Linked DNA regions of Mus musculus: all the other regions are linked to region 1. Evidence: chromatin contacts called from public targeted proximity ligation data. All regions are on one chromosome and are shown on one strand. The core of a region is the stretch at or near the end of the contact, and the rest is flanking DNA. Distances in the headings are between cores, read along the strand shown. Region 1 overlaps Pten (phosphatase and tensin homolog). Region 2 overlaps Gm29863 (a long non-coding RNA gene). Region 3 has its middle 66 kb from the start of Mir3970.

The links.
Region 2: a contact with region 1 is called in a targeted proximity ligation map of bone marrow-derived macrophages, with 4 times the contacts expected there. A contact is called at or near these places in 6 of 130 datasets of targeted methods (the 230-238 cell line, DN3 thymocytes, bone marrow-derived macrophages and 2 more).
Region 3: a contact with region 1 is called in a targeted proximity ligation map of acute myeloid leukemia, with 8 times the contacts expected there. A contact is called at or near these places in 1 of 39 promoter capture datasets (the C10 cell line), 16 of 484 Hi-C or Micro-C datasets (CD4 T cells, the HPC-7 cell line, bone marrow-derived macrophages and 10 more), 18 of 130 datasets of targeted methods (the 230-238 cell line, CD8 T cells, the NIH/3T3 cell line and 10 more) and 1 of 9 other capture datasets (embryonic stem cells).

What each region holds. Positions count from the first base shown.
Region 1 is chr19:32,802,405-32,806,518 of GRCm38.p6, reverse strand. All of the region lies in intron 5 of Pten (phosphatase and tensin homolog), which reads right to left. Among named protein-coding and RNA genes, the nearest start is that of Pten, 47 kb to the right of the region's middle.
Region 2 is chr19:33,100,222-33,104,710 of GRCm38.p6, reverse strand. It overlaps Gm29863 (a long non-coding RNA gene), which reads right to left. Exons shown (of 5, transcript XR_386659.2): 4 at 3,842-3,978; 5 at 2,550-2,959. Among named protein-coding and RNA genes, the nearest start is that of Gm29863, 17 kb to the right of the region's middle.
Region 3 is chr19:33,221,076-33,225,153 of GRCm38.p6, reverse strand. It overlaps the pseudogene Rnls. Among named protein-coding and RNA genes, the nearest start is that of Mir3970, 66 kb to the right of the region's middle.

The sequences.
Region 1 (4,114 bases), core at 654-3,153:
CACATGATAATTGACATTACAAGAAAATTATACTGAGTTTTTTGTTTTAGCAACAGCAACCACAACTTGTTTGATTTAAAAATAAGGACTAAGCAAGAAAATTTTATGATGAGGGGATTTAATAAGTAAAACAGGGGTAGGGGGATAACCTTGATAGTAGGTTATAAAAGTTCACTTCTCACAGAAAATAATGAAATCTCTTAAAATTAAGCTTGGCATTGTTATTTTAGTAAAGTTGACAAACTGAGGTAGTAAACTAATCACACACACACATTCTCTCTCACACACACTCACGTAGTCAAAACACACACACCTACCTAATAACCAACTTGTAAGCAAAGAAAAGGCAAACTGAAACGTTTCAATCCCTCCCCTAAGTTTAATAAGAGAACTAAGCATTAAGGTTACTTTCCTTGCCACTGCTGGAGGCCAGGGAGAACAGACACTACGTATGGTTAGTGGCAGTGTCTTCCCTCAAGTTTGGAAAGTTACTCCAAAACCTGCGCTCATTGCCATTCTGAAAAGGTCTTTCTTACACTCTCCTCATAGTTTACATCCCGCAAACCATGTATTGCAGCACTGAACCCTAAGTGCATTTGCAAACAGCAAGGCACACGTGGAAACCAACCCCAGAAGGTAATTTACAGCAGGAGGGGCTGGCGCGGGGTGTGTGTGTGTGTGTGTGTGTGTGTGTGTGTGTGCGCGCGCGCGCATGTGCAGTCAGTCGGGATTCACCCTCAGTGACTTTGGATTTGGATAATTTGCCACCTTTTCACAAAGGAAAATATCAACTATACAAGTAAATAATTCCCAGTAAAGTGGGCAACACACTTCTTTGACTGAATAAGGGTATGGGTCTTTGTTCCCTTGAGCAGTTACTTCGCCCTTGAGATATTTTTTCTTTATAGGAAGTAGCAACTGTTGAACTTCATTGCAATATTCAAAACCTGAAGTATTGTTCCAGCATTAAGAACACAATGCTACATTTTATGGTCAGCTTGCAAATCCAACCTGCATCATATCAAGACCTAACTACAGGACTCTGAGAAAGAAAGTACTATAAGTAAAAGCCAAAAAAAAAAAAACACACATTTTAGGCAAAGTCTACAATTTTTTCACAACAGGCCAATTGCCTCCTCCTTTAACATAAAAGAAAGAAGATGAGGATTCTGTACCAGAACACAAATTTCTTCAGCTTCTTATGGTCCCTCCATAGTTAAAATTACAAATATAAACAAAATAATACAGACAATTCTAATATGATTAACTACAAAGCAGATTTAAGTATTAATCTCCAGAAGTTCACATTTACAATCACAAAGTATAAATCCAGAAACAGCAAACACAACAAGCAGCACGAACGTAGCCACAGGGACTCCTAGCTAGTCTACAAGTCTGCAAGTCCACTGTGTGTCTACACTGCCACACTGAGTCATCAATTCTCTAAGATTCTTCTAGGAAGACTTCCTCAGCTGTACTAAAGCAGCTTTCCTATACTCAGCAAGCTAAAACACATCCATCATTCCACAGCCACTCTACCAGCCCAAGGCCCGGTGCCTTTTAAGGTTTGTTTTATTATTTTTCTTTGTTACTAGCGCATTTCACTATGACATTTCCTCATAGAGGTACCGTTGTACTTCCTTCTGAGTCACCTCCCTCCCTAAACAGTTCCTCTTCTGCATTTCTGTGTGGAGCAGGTTCCACTCTTCCTTTCACCATCTTCCCTTCAGATCTCCCTCCCCCAAAGGGTATGCATACCTCCAAGCTAGGTTCTTCCCATGAGAGAAAACACGTTTTTCTGATCAGATTTGTTTTACTTAAAGTAATGACTTCTAGTTCCATTCTCTTCCTATAAATGCCATGATTTTATTTTTCTTTACATTTAAAAGCTTTGAGAAAATTAAATTGTAAAAATTTTAAGGAAATGCACAGCATTATAGTTACAAAACTAGCAATCTCTCTCTGGAGATTTTAAACTTAGACTGGAGGTTAAACACTCCAAGATTTTAACCTGGAGGGTTATTAAACACTACGATTTGTAAAGAAAAGCATAAAACTGAGAAGCCTTTCAAAACCATCAGCAATAAATATGGAACCTTTTGCAGTTCAGAATCTGTAAGCTTGATAATATACAAAGAAATTTAACAACACACCAAGGGACTTGTTTTTACTGTAAATGCTGTCATGAACTGATTGACACCGTCACGAATTCTGATCACTACAGTTCACTTTTCTGGGCCTTGATGTCATCTGTAAAGAAGCATTCCTGGAGTAGGGATATCTGAAAGCTTTTATCTGGATGTAGGTTTCTAATACTATTGTAGCTTAAAATGCAAAAGCAACCATTAGTAAAACACAGCTTGGTCAACAGTATCTGTTCATAAGTTCTTTCTTGTTTTTTAAATAATCGAAAGAATAAAGGTAGGATACACATAAGGATTCTGCTTTAGGTCCGTGTATAAACTTATCCAAAACACTTGTCTAGGTATATTAACTATGCAACAGGTACAGTAGATCCTACTGATGTGGCTGTAAGATGCTAAATTACTTAAGGAGTCTTAGTATAATGCAATGGCTAAACATCAAATGCACCAGCTACAGCTCTAACAATGTGCACAGCCCTGCATCTTCTATGTCCATTAGTCTATCATTTTCACATGGAAGAAATGGTCAAGAGATGGAGAGTGCCAAGAAAAGTTCTATGGAGGACACAAGTATTATTATTACATTTTACCAAATGACACTAGAGGCTTCACATTTCACTCACAAATACCCCCTACCTTGTAACATTTCCCAAGACTTCTTGTCACTTCCACAAACACCCTCCCCTCCCTTCTAGAGGGAAACAGAACTGTTGCCACCAGGCTGTAATGACTAGTGTGTCAAGACCTCAGTTTCTGACATGGGTCTCCTGCACCTAACTTGACTCCTGCGTCTAACCTGGATTCCTGCATTTACCCTGGCCTGGAAACAGAGAAATTTACAGGAAAGTTCAAGTGCCCAAGTCTTGCTCTTACCCTTGAACATAAGGAAACAGACCACCCCAGCATCTTATCACTCTATACACACGCTGGCAATTCTGAAGAAGTGAAGGAAAAAGAATGGAGATTGACAGCAGAGCTTAGAGAAGCCTAAACCATTTCACAACCATTATTTGTCTCAAGTGAAAATCCTTGTCTGAACTAGCAAACAAACAGAAACAAAGCAAAACAAAAGGTCATGTAGTTTAACATGATGAATGAGTCAAACAAGGGCTGAGGGATATAGCTTACTGGTAGAATATGTGTCCATGTACAAGGCCCTAGGCTCAATCCTTACCATTACAAAAGGGGAATGAGAGAAAGAGAGAAAAATGAAAACATCAAAACAACAATAAACAAACAAACAGAAACAGAAAAAAATGTCAAGTAGCTGAGATTCCTGGCAGGAAATGGCTGAGAGAGTCGCAGGACTTCAAATATTCTCATCCATTTCTCCAAAGCAAACATTGCTCTCTCAAAATACAAGACAGGCCATAGAAGTATCAGGAGTACCACTTACTAGTAATTAAGCTCTTAGTGTAATCAGTTCAAAGTTTCCATCAAAATTATGCATGGCAATAAAAACAAATGAATAAATAATCAGCAAATAATTTAAGGTCTTTTAAAGAAAGGGTCCTTCTTAATTTTTTTTTTTAAAGATGGTGACATTTCCTTGACTCTGTCTCTCAGGCCTCACCTAAATGGGTGGACGGATAGATAGATTTCAGACAGATGGACAGATGGATGGACAGATAAACAAATAAAAATTTTAAATCCCCTTAAAGACAGAGAAACTGCCTGGTATTGGAAACCTAGCCAACTACCTTGGGCTAGGGAAGTCATGCTTCTTGACAGAGAACCTACAACCACTAATTTACTAAATAATATATATAGTCCATAACTATGCTCTAAATTTATACCAATAGATAAGCATAGTGCTTATCCCTCATCAAGGAAATTTCTCTTTGTAGCATAAGGAAAACATTGCAGAAAACCACAACAGTTCAAAACACAGAGTTGTGGAACTCAGTTCCAACTGAGCCATCTACAACACAATAACTGCACCTACAGCTCAGGGACCATTGTAGACGAAG
Region 2 (4,489 bases), core at 1,936-4,435, 300 kb before region 1:
GTATATGGGATGGATCCCCAGGTGGGGCAGTCTCTGCATGGTCCTTCTTCCATCTCAGCTCCAAACTTTGTCTCTGTAACTCCTTCAATGGGGATTTTGTTCCCCATTCTAAGAAGGATTGAAATAGCCACATTTTGGTCTTCCTTCTTCTTGAGTTTCATGTGTTTTGCAAATTACATCTTGGATATTCTAAGTTTCTGGGCTAATATCCACTTATCAGTGAGTGCATATCATGTGTGTTCTTTTGTGATTGGGTTACCTCACTCAGGATGATATCCTCCAGATGCATCCATTTGCCTAAGAATTTCATGAATTCATTGTTTTTAATTGCTGAGTAGTACTCCATTGTGTAAATGTACCACATTTTCATTCTACTTCTTGTTAGAATGGACCCTTAGCCAAGACAATTTCTGTAGCTGTCCAGTTGCCATGGACAAACTGGGTTTACCTGAAAGGGGGGCTGGAAATGATAAAGGACGGGACGAGAAAAGAATGAAGCCAAGACAAGGTTCAGATCAAGGCTCGAAGTTTAATTCAGCACTGTGTTTATATAGGGCAAGCCCACAGACCCCATCCTTTGTTTCAGCTGGATTATGTAGGCAGTCTAGTCTTCTAAGTTCCTGTGGGAACTTGCATGCGCAATCAAGGCAAATGACTCCACCAAGGTCGATAAAGCCTATTGTGACAAGCACTCAAGGTCTGTTCAGCCTTCTCAAGGCTGGGAAGGCCACAAATTTCTACTCAACCCATACATTGGGCTGTATCTTTATAGCCTCAGGTGTTAGTAAAGTGTCCTTTTACATGCTCTTTGCTCTTCGTGTGTGTGTTCACAGAGGTGTGTGTGTGTGTGTGTGTGTACAGAGAAGGATGTAATAGCTGTTCCCATGACCTTATTTCCCATGTTTTTTTGTTTTGTTTTTGTAAGTATAGCCTTTAATGGCTGATTGATCTCTGCAGCCCTAATATTTCCACCACCCACCCTCATATGTGTGTGTGTGTCCAAGAGCTTTCATGTGGAAGTCACAAAACACCTTGGAGGAATCAACTCCCTCCTCCCACCATGTAATTTCCAGGAATTCAGTCTGTCAGACTCGGAGACAAGCCCTTTTACCCTCTGAACCATCTCGGTGGCTCCCAAACTGTCCTCGAGTTACCATAGTTTGTAATGAAACAAAAAGGACAGCAACATGAGTCAACTGCTTACCATTTGTGCCTAATTACCATACAGTGAAAAAATTAGTCCAAACACATTGTGTGACGTTTATTGATCACAACAGTGGCCTGTACCACAGGGCTAGACTTCATGGCTGGTTACACATGTAAAATGGTTGTCTGCTCACAACTTAAAGACATCAGAGGAAACACTGGTATTAGAGACATGGTAAATAATCTAATGCATTGATTTCCTGTAGTCCTGAATGGGTAAAGCTGTGCTTGCTACTTCTATATACCTATCCTCTTTATCTCCACAACGCTCTCTCGGAGGGAGAGACAGTGGGAAGAAAGGCGAAGGAGCATGAAGACAAAAATGTGATTTGTATAAACAAGACAAATCCATTACACTCTCCATATTACACACTGGACACATTCGAAGTTCAAAGAACAGAAACTAGATTCAGAGGTAATGCAACAAATCCCACACCGCTGTCGGAGTGGTAGCACTCCTGGAGGAAAAGCCAGGAGCGGTGAAGGGTGGATTTTAGCATGTCTTGCGCATGCTTATTTATGGTGCAGCACTTCACTGGGTGACACTTCACAGGCTGCACACTGGCGAGCTGGAGAGCTTTGAAGAAAAATAATGAGCTGAGAGGTTCATGACATGCTATTAAGAAGTTTGTGATTGGACTTGGGAAATCAGATGGATCTCCAAGGAAAAGGGACCATATCTGAACCATTGCATTTAGAATATTTTTGAGTCCCGGAGCAGCTATTTATGAGAAGGGAGAGTTGTTTTTTGTCTCAATTCCAGGTTCTGACTTATGTGTAGTGAAGAAGCCGCTTTGCACAGCAGACCTGAAGTCCCTGAAATATCCATGACGTCACCTTTTTTCTACTGATCTCCCTTTGACTGCACAGAGGCATGCTATTAGCTTTGTGCTGTTTGAGCTAAATTCTCCCACATGTAGCTAGCAATCCAGCCAAAACAATGTCAGCAGGAAATTTCACACTGGATGCTCAAGGTAGTCCCAGCTCAGGGAGATGGAAAGATCAGGTTCGGATGCTTGGTTTTGCTAAGGATCAGGACAGAAAGAAAAGGCATCCAAGGTGGGATGCAGGGCTGCCTAGAATATGCAGCTTCCTGTCTTCCAGGCAGTGAGTGGTACACTGTCACCCTGTATTCCCAGGGCTTATGTGACATATGTGAATACAGAAAGCACTCAGCTCCATTTCTGGTGGTGAACCTAGGAGACCTTGCTCCTAAATGACAGAGGAGCCATTTTAAGATATGATATCATAAAAGATAATAATATCTGAAAGGGGGAAATGCATGCACCCAGGGTAACACATAAGTAGGCGAGCACAGGATGAATTTGTGGTTAAACCATTTATTCCATTGCAGATGACAATTTAACTCTTTGGAGCCCAGAGTTCCCCCTATGCTCATGCGTCGTGAAGAGATGATTACGTAATCTGCACTGCAGGTTGAATTGGGAACATCTGGGGACAGTTGTAGGGAGCTAGCCATGATCCTGAAGCTCAGACTAAGATCACTGGCCTCCAGTTCTCTCTGCCAGCCCCATGGTAACAGGAAGGCATAACCCTTGCCCCCAGATCTATTGAACCGAGCAAACAGTGGGGCTGAGCACTCGCATTGTGAACGACTATTTGGAGAAAAGATGGGGTGGGGATTGAAATGTTCTGCTAATCAAAGGCACCAACTGTTGCTGCTTCTCCGGCTTTCTTCAGAAACATCACACGGGTGATGGTACGTTTTTTTCAAGCCTGCGCCAGCCCAGCTCTAAAATGGAAAAGTATTCGTTTCATATGAGCAAATGTTTTCTTCTTTTTTGCTTCTCTCTCTCTCTCTCTCTCTCTCTCTCTCTCTCTCTCTCTCTCTCTCTCCCTTCCTCTCTCCCTCCCTCTCTCTCTCCCTCTCTCTCTCCCTCTCTCTCTCCCCACTGTGGGAAAACGAACTTACTTTCAGTTACGCCTGACATCTGACCACTATACTGATCACGAGGACACTGTGGTAAACCACAGGCCCACTTGAAAATATCTCTCTTAGGCACAGTTCCTGTGCTTTAGAGGGCACCATCCCTGGCTTTTGGTTGTGGCCCTGACTCTCGGCTCTGGCGTCCTCCATAGGAGTTCCATTTTCTCTTTCTTCCTCTACTGACAATGAGTGGTCTCATCCCCACATCTTCCAAATGAGCCAATTCACAAAATAAGTAAAATGTAAAAATGGTGCCTTTTTTTTTCCTATCCAAAGCCTCAAACAGAGCTCTGACTGTACACTGCACCCTTCTAAAAATGAAACAAGGCATGAAAACTTAAAGATAGGCTCAGGAGAAGGCTTGGTGGGTAGGAACACTTATTTCCTGAATGTGAGGATCTGAGTTCAGATCTCCAGCACACACATAAAAAACTGAATGTACCCAAGTGGGCCTGTAATTCCAGCACTGAGGCAGGGAAGACAGAGACAAGAGAGAGAATTACAGTGGCTTTTTAGCCCACGGCCTAGGCAAAAAACAAAATCGGCACTGGTTCAGTGAGAGAGTCTACTTCAGGGGTATAAGGCAGTCAGCAATAGAGGGAGATGCATGTATGCACAGATGCAAGCAAGTGAGTGTGTGTGTGTGTGTGTGTGTGTGTGTGTGTGTTTGTACCCGCACACACTTACAAGGCGGTAGAGGGTGGGTGGTGGTATCTTGATTAATAATGAGATGACCAGCCAGGATTTATTCATACTCCTTCTGTCTGAATCATCTTGTTTCTTGTAGCTGTTTTACACTTCCAGGATCTTGCCATCTGCCCACTCTACAGAAATACAGGAAAGCATTTTAAAAACAATGGCTTGGGGGGGGGGGGAGATCTGGGGATCCGAAAACCTATCTTTCTTTCTTTCACCCCACTGCTTACTGCTGCTTTCCTGAGAATGCAGTGCTGTTCCTGCTGCACCGGACTTGCCTCTTAACAACCTTCCTTCTGCCCCTCACAGCTCACATCTGGAGCCTGAGGAGAAAGAACAGATGTGGCTGCCCCCTTGCCTAAGTGGGAGGGGGGAGGACACCCTGGGTAGTTTGTCCTGCTTGGATCTAATATGTGTCACTGGAATATAGGTCAGCATTTTGATGGATAGGTTGAAACAGGCCAGAGGCAAAGATACCCCCGGGTTCACCCCACTCCACTCTACTGTCTTCTCCCCCAAAGCAAGTTAAGCCCCCAATGGCCTCAAGAGACATGCACAGCAGATGGAGCTGGTCTTCATGTCTTTACATTCTGCACACTAATTCTGTAGAAATCTAGAGCTAAGCTAAGGCTTTATCAG
Region 3 (4,078 bases), core at 1,149-3,648, 420 kb before region 1:
CTGGCTTCAGGGTTTTAGAAGTGACAGCTACAGGCCTTACAGAGGCATCGCATATGGGAAGAAAGTTGAAACAAAAATGATCTGCGCATTTATAGCTGAACAACTGGGGGACAGATGATTATGCTGTTGTTGGCACTGTGAGCCATCCCGGGTAAATAAATGATTGCACTGAGCACTCAAGATGCAAGCCTCCTTTCTACCACACTAGCCGTTCTTCCTAATGTGCATGGAGATATTTCTTGAGCGATGATTTCAACCTCTGTGTAGCAAAGGGCAGTGAGCCCTACGCCCTTTCTGCATCTCCCACTAAACTGTAGCTGATGTGGCTGCTGGTGGTCTTTTCTGTGATCAGAGGATTAGCTCAATTCCTCAGGATAACTCCAAATTATTCTCTCCAGAGACTCTGTGGTGTCAACAGCCCTGGATTAGAGACCGGTGACCTCAGCTTTTTTCTTACTCGCTGTGTAACCTGGGGAATGTCATTTCACTTCTGCAATCCTTGAAGGTCCTTCTGAAGACAGTGTCAGTAATTTCAGGGAGCCTAGTTTGTAAAAACTGTAAGCAGCTACATAAATAGTGATTCTTGTTCTCATTGTCGTCTCAGCTGCCACCTTTGTTACAAATAACCTGTCATTCATTTTGCCCTGTTCGCTTCCCTTTGCTTCTTGCCTGCTTCTTCTACCTCCTGTCCTTTCTGCCAGATAAATTTGCTTCCCTGCAAAAGGCTGATTATTTGGAGACATCATCACTAGCCAATCAGAGCTCAGCATTCCGGCTGGCTGGTAAGCCAATCAGATGCAAGCTCCAGGTCTTCTTTCAGTGTTGCTAGGGTTTCAGGTCTACTTCTAAAAACTGGCTTGCTTGCTGCTGGTTCATTCTGTCCTTCTCTCCCTCCATCCCCCCCCCCCCCCCCATCCCCTTGCTCTCCAAACCCTTCCCTTTCCCTCCTCCCCTCTTTTGGGTTTGGAGCAATTCCAAATGCTTAAGCCTTCCGGAAGTTTGGGTTATTATGAATAAGCAAGGTTTAACTGTGTATTTTTTCCCTTGAGAAACAGGACAGCTATTCCACATTCGATTTTGAAAGCATGTGTTTTAGCAGCTTAATGTCCCTTGGCTCCATAAAACAGAATTTCGTTGTGTTTAAGAGAATTTTTTTGGTGCAGAGTGACTTTTATTCAGATGACTAGAAGATAAACTGGCATAGAACTTGGCAGTGACGTGTCCTGTCACTTGAACCTCATTGGGCTAACACAGCGAATTCTAAGTATGTCAAAACTCATCCAGTTTAACTGATGATGGAAGATAATATCTGATAGCACCTCAGATATTAGTTCTATCTTGAACTTTCAGTGCTGGGATTAGTGGTGAAAATCACTGGTCAGTAGTGATGGGGACTCTCACTTTATTGCTAATGGGTATCCCTTCCATCACATCTGGCTCATCTGTGGACCCATGGGTCTTCTTTAAATGCTCTCTAGTAGGGCGTGTGAAGATGCCCTAAACACAAACTGGCTCTGTGCTCTGAAAGCTTAGGGGCGATGCCGGATTGAGAAGGAAAACAACAGCAACACAAGTTCTGTCTTTCTCATAACCTTTGCTACTGACTTAAAAACTGGAACAGCATAAGGATTCGCAGTGTAAAATGACCCAAGACAGGTGGCGCAAAGCCAGAAGTCTGTCAGAAGCAGCTTAGGAAAGCTTAATGATTCACAAAGGAGTCGCTGCCTTCAGGCTCTGACCTTTAGAACTAACCAGCTTTAAGCTTTTGGTTCTGGCCCTTCAAGTCACTTGTATCAAAGAAAAAGGTACTCCCTTAAAGACATTACCATCCATCCATTCAAAAAGAAAAAAAATAGAAGAGAAAAGGTGTCAGCACCAGCGACTCTGTTCTCAGATAACATGGTCTTAGTCCTAAAGACAGTATTAATTGCATTAATTGCTTAAATACATTTTTTTTTTTTGGTTAGCTTTTAGGGAAGGCCTTGGTGTTACTGCATATCCTGCAGGTGAAATGTATGAAATTTGGTTAACATGGTAACGGCTCTAAAAATACCTAGGCTACAGTTTAACCACAGAGTTTCCTCCTTAACGTAAAAGAGCCGCTGTCATGAGGTGTACGAAAGTGCAACAAAGGCGATCCGTCTGACTTCATGCAAGCAGCCTATTAAGACAAGCCTGGCGAGGACACTGTGCGGCCACTAGGCATCAAAGCAGGAATTAAAGTTTTGTGAGACCATCTGACAAAGCACAACCCAGCTGATCAAAACGGCTAAGCATTCTTTCCCTGTTTCTACCTCTTCTGCCCCCACCCACTGGCAACCAAGCAGGGTGTGGTGGGGGTTCAAACAGTCACTATAGCGTGACCACAGGGCCTCACCCAAGGAAAACCTGGGTCACAGAGACCCAAGCGGGTAAGGAGGCTGCAGCAGGCTCCCCAGCATTCTCTGCAGCAGGCTCATGTGGAGGGTGCAGGGAAGGGAAAATTGCTCACTTGAGGTTTTCCCCATGAGGCCCTTGCTTCACAAAACAAAGGGTGGCAGAGGGTGCGACCTTTCCCAGGATGGCTCTGCAGTTGCCCACGTCAGGCTCTTCTGAACTCCGAGTGTCCTTACAGGGTTAAGAGATTTCTTACAAAAATCAGGCTGTCGAGGTTGCATGGTTTGGTAAATGAAAACACTGACACCCATTTATACTAGAATTTCAGATAAACAATGAATAATTTATTTAGTAAAAGAATGTCTGGTGCAATATTTGGGATACTGAAGAAATCCATTGTTCATCTGAAATTCAGATCTGGGTGTTGTGTGTTCTCTCTGATAGCTCTAGTCAAATCCTTCCATCCTTCGTCCTTAACTTCTCACCTTCGAGTGCCCAAACAACATGCTCAACTGTACTTTTTGCTTCAGGTATTTAGCTTTGGCTTGTTCTGGCTTTGTTTGGTCTTGTTTCACCCTGCCTCTTAAACCTCCGCTCATTATACAGAGCCAGAGGTGAGGAGATGAAGTAGCAGCTGAGCTCCGTCTCACCTTTGTGTTATGGACTTTTAATGCATGTAATTTTTTTAATATTTCATTTTATGTGTATGACTTGCCTGCATGTGTGCCTGTGCAGCATGTATGTGTCTGGTGCCTGCCGGGGCCCGAGGAGGGCATCAGACCCCCTGGAACAGGAGTTGGGTGGTTGTAAGAGGTCTGGTCAGGCCTGGGAATAGAAGGTAGGTCCGCTGAAACAGCCATTGACCTTACCTACTGAGCCGTCTCTCCTGCCCAATGAATGGTCTTTTTGGAGGGGTATCGTCTCTGTGTAACCTTGGCTGTCCTGGAACTTGTCAGCTTGACCTCGAACTCACAGAGATGTGTTTGCCTCTGCCTCCCAAGTACTGGGATTAAAGGTGTGCATCAGCTTAGGCTGAGTGGTCTTTTTCATCATCGTAACATTCTGTGTGATATGCTACTTAGAGCCCACATGTTATGGATAAGGTTGCTGGGCTCAGAAAGAGTACATGACTCGACCAAGGTCATACAGTTAGCAAGTACCAAAGCCAAGGGAGAATGATGCTAAGCTGTTGACTCAGTTACCTAGTCCACAGCATCAGTCCTGTTTAAATGTGGCTTTAGTGGTTAATTCATGTTAGGTTCTCTTTTATAACAAATGGCTCGTGGCTCATAAGTGAACGACACAACTTGCCAGCTGGATTGGGACTGTTTTCCCTCAGCTTGGACTAAACTACTATGTTTGTTTTGTGTGTAAGTGCACCTCCAACGTACTTCTGATTGCTCTTCCCTAGAGTAGCTCTAAGTGCTCTCTGCATGCTATGTGTTGTGATGTATACGATGTGTCCATGTGGTCTCTTAAGTGGTACTGAGGCTGTAGGAACATCTGTAACTGATTGGAAATTTCCAACTGACAGGTTAAAAAGCCACGGCTCCTAGGTGTAAAGCCATTTATTGAAAGCCACACATCTTATACTTGGCAGCTAAGAAGTCCATATTTAAGTGGAAGTTGATTGACTTATCAGTGTACAACTTTGGGAAAGACTCTGAACTTCCATGTCTCTACTAGATAATTATAAATGGGC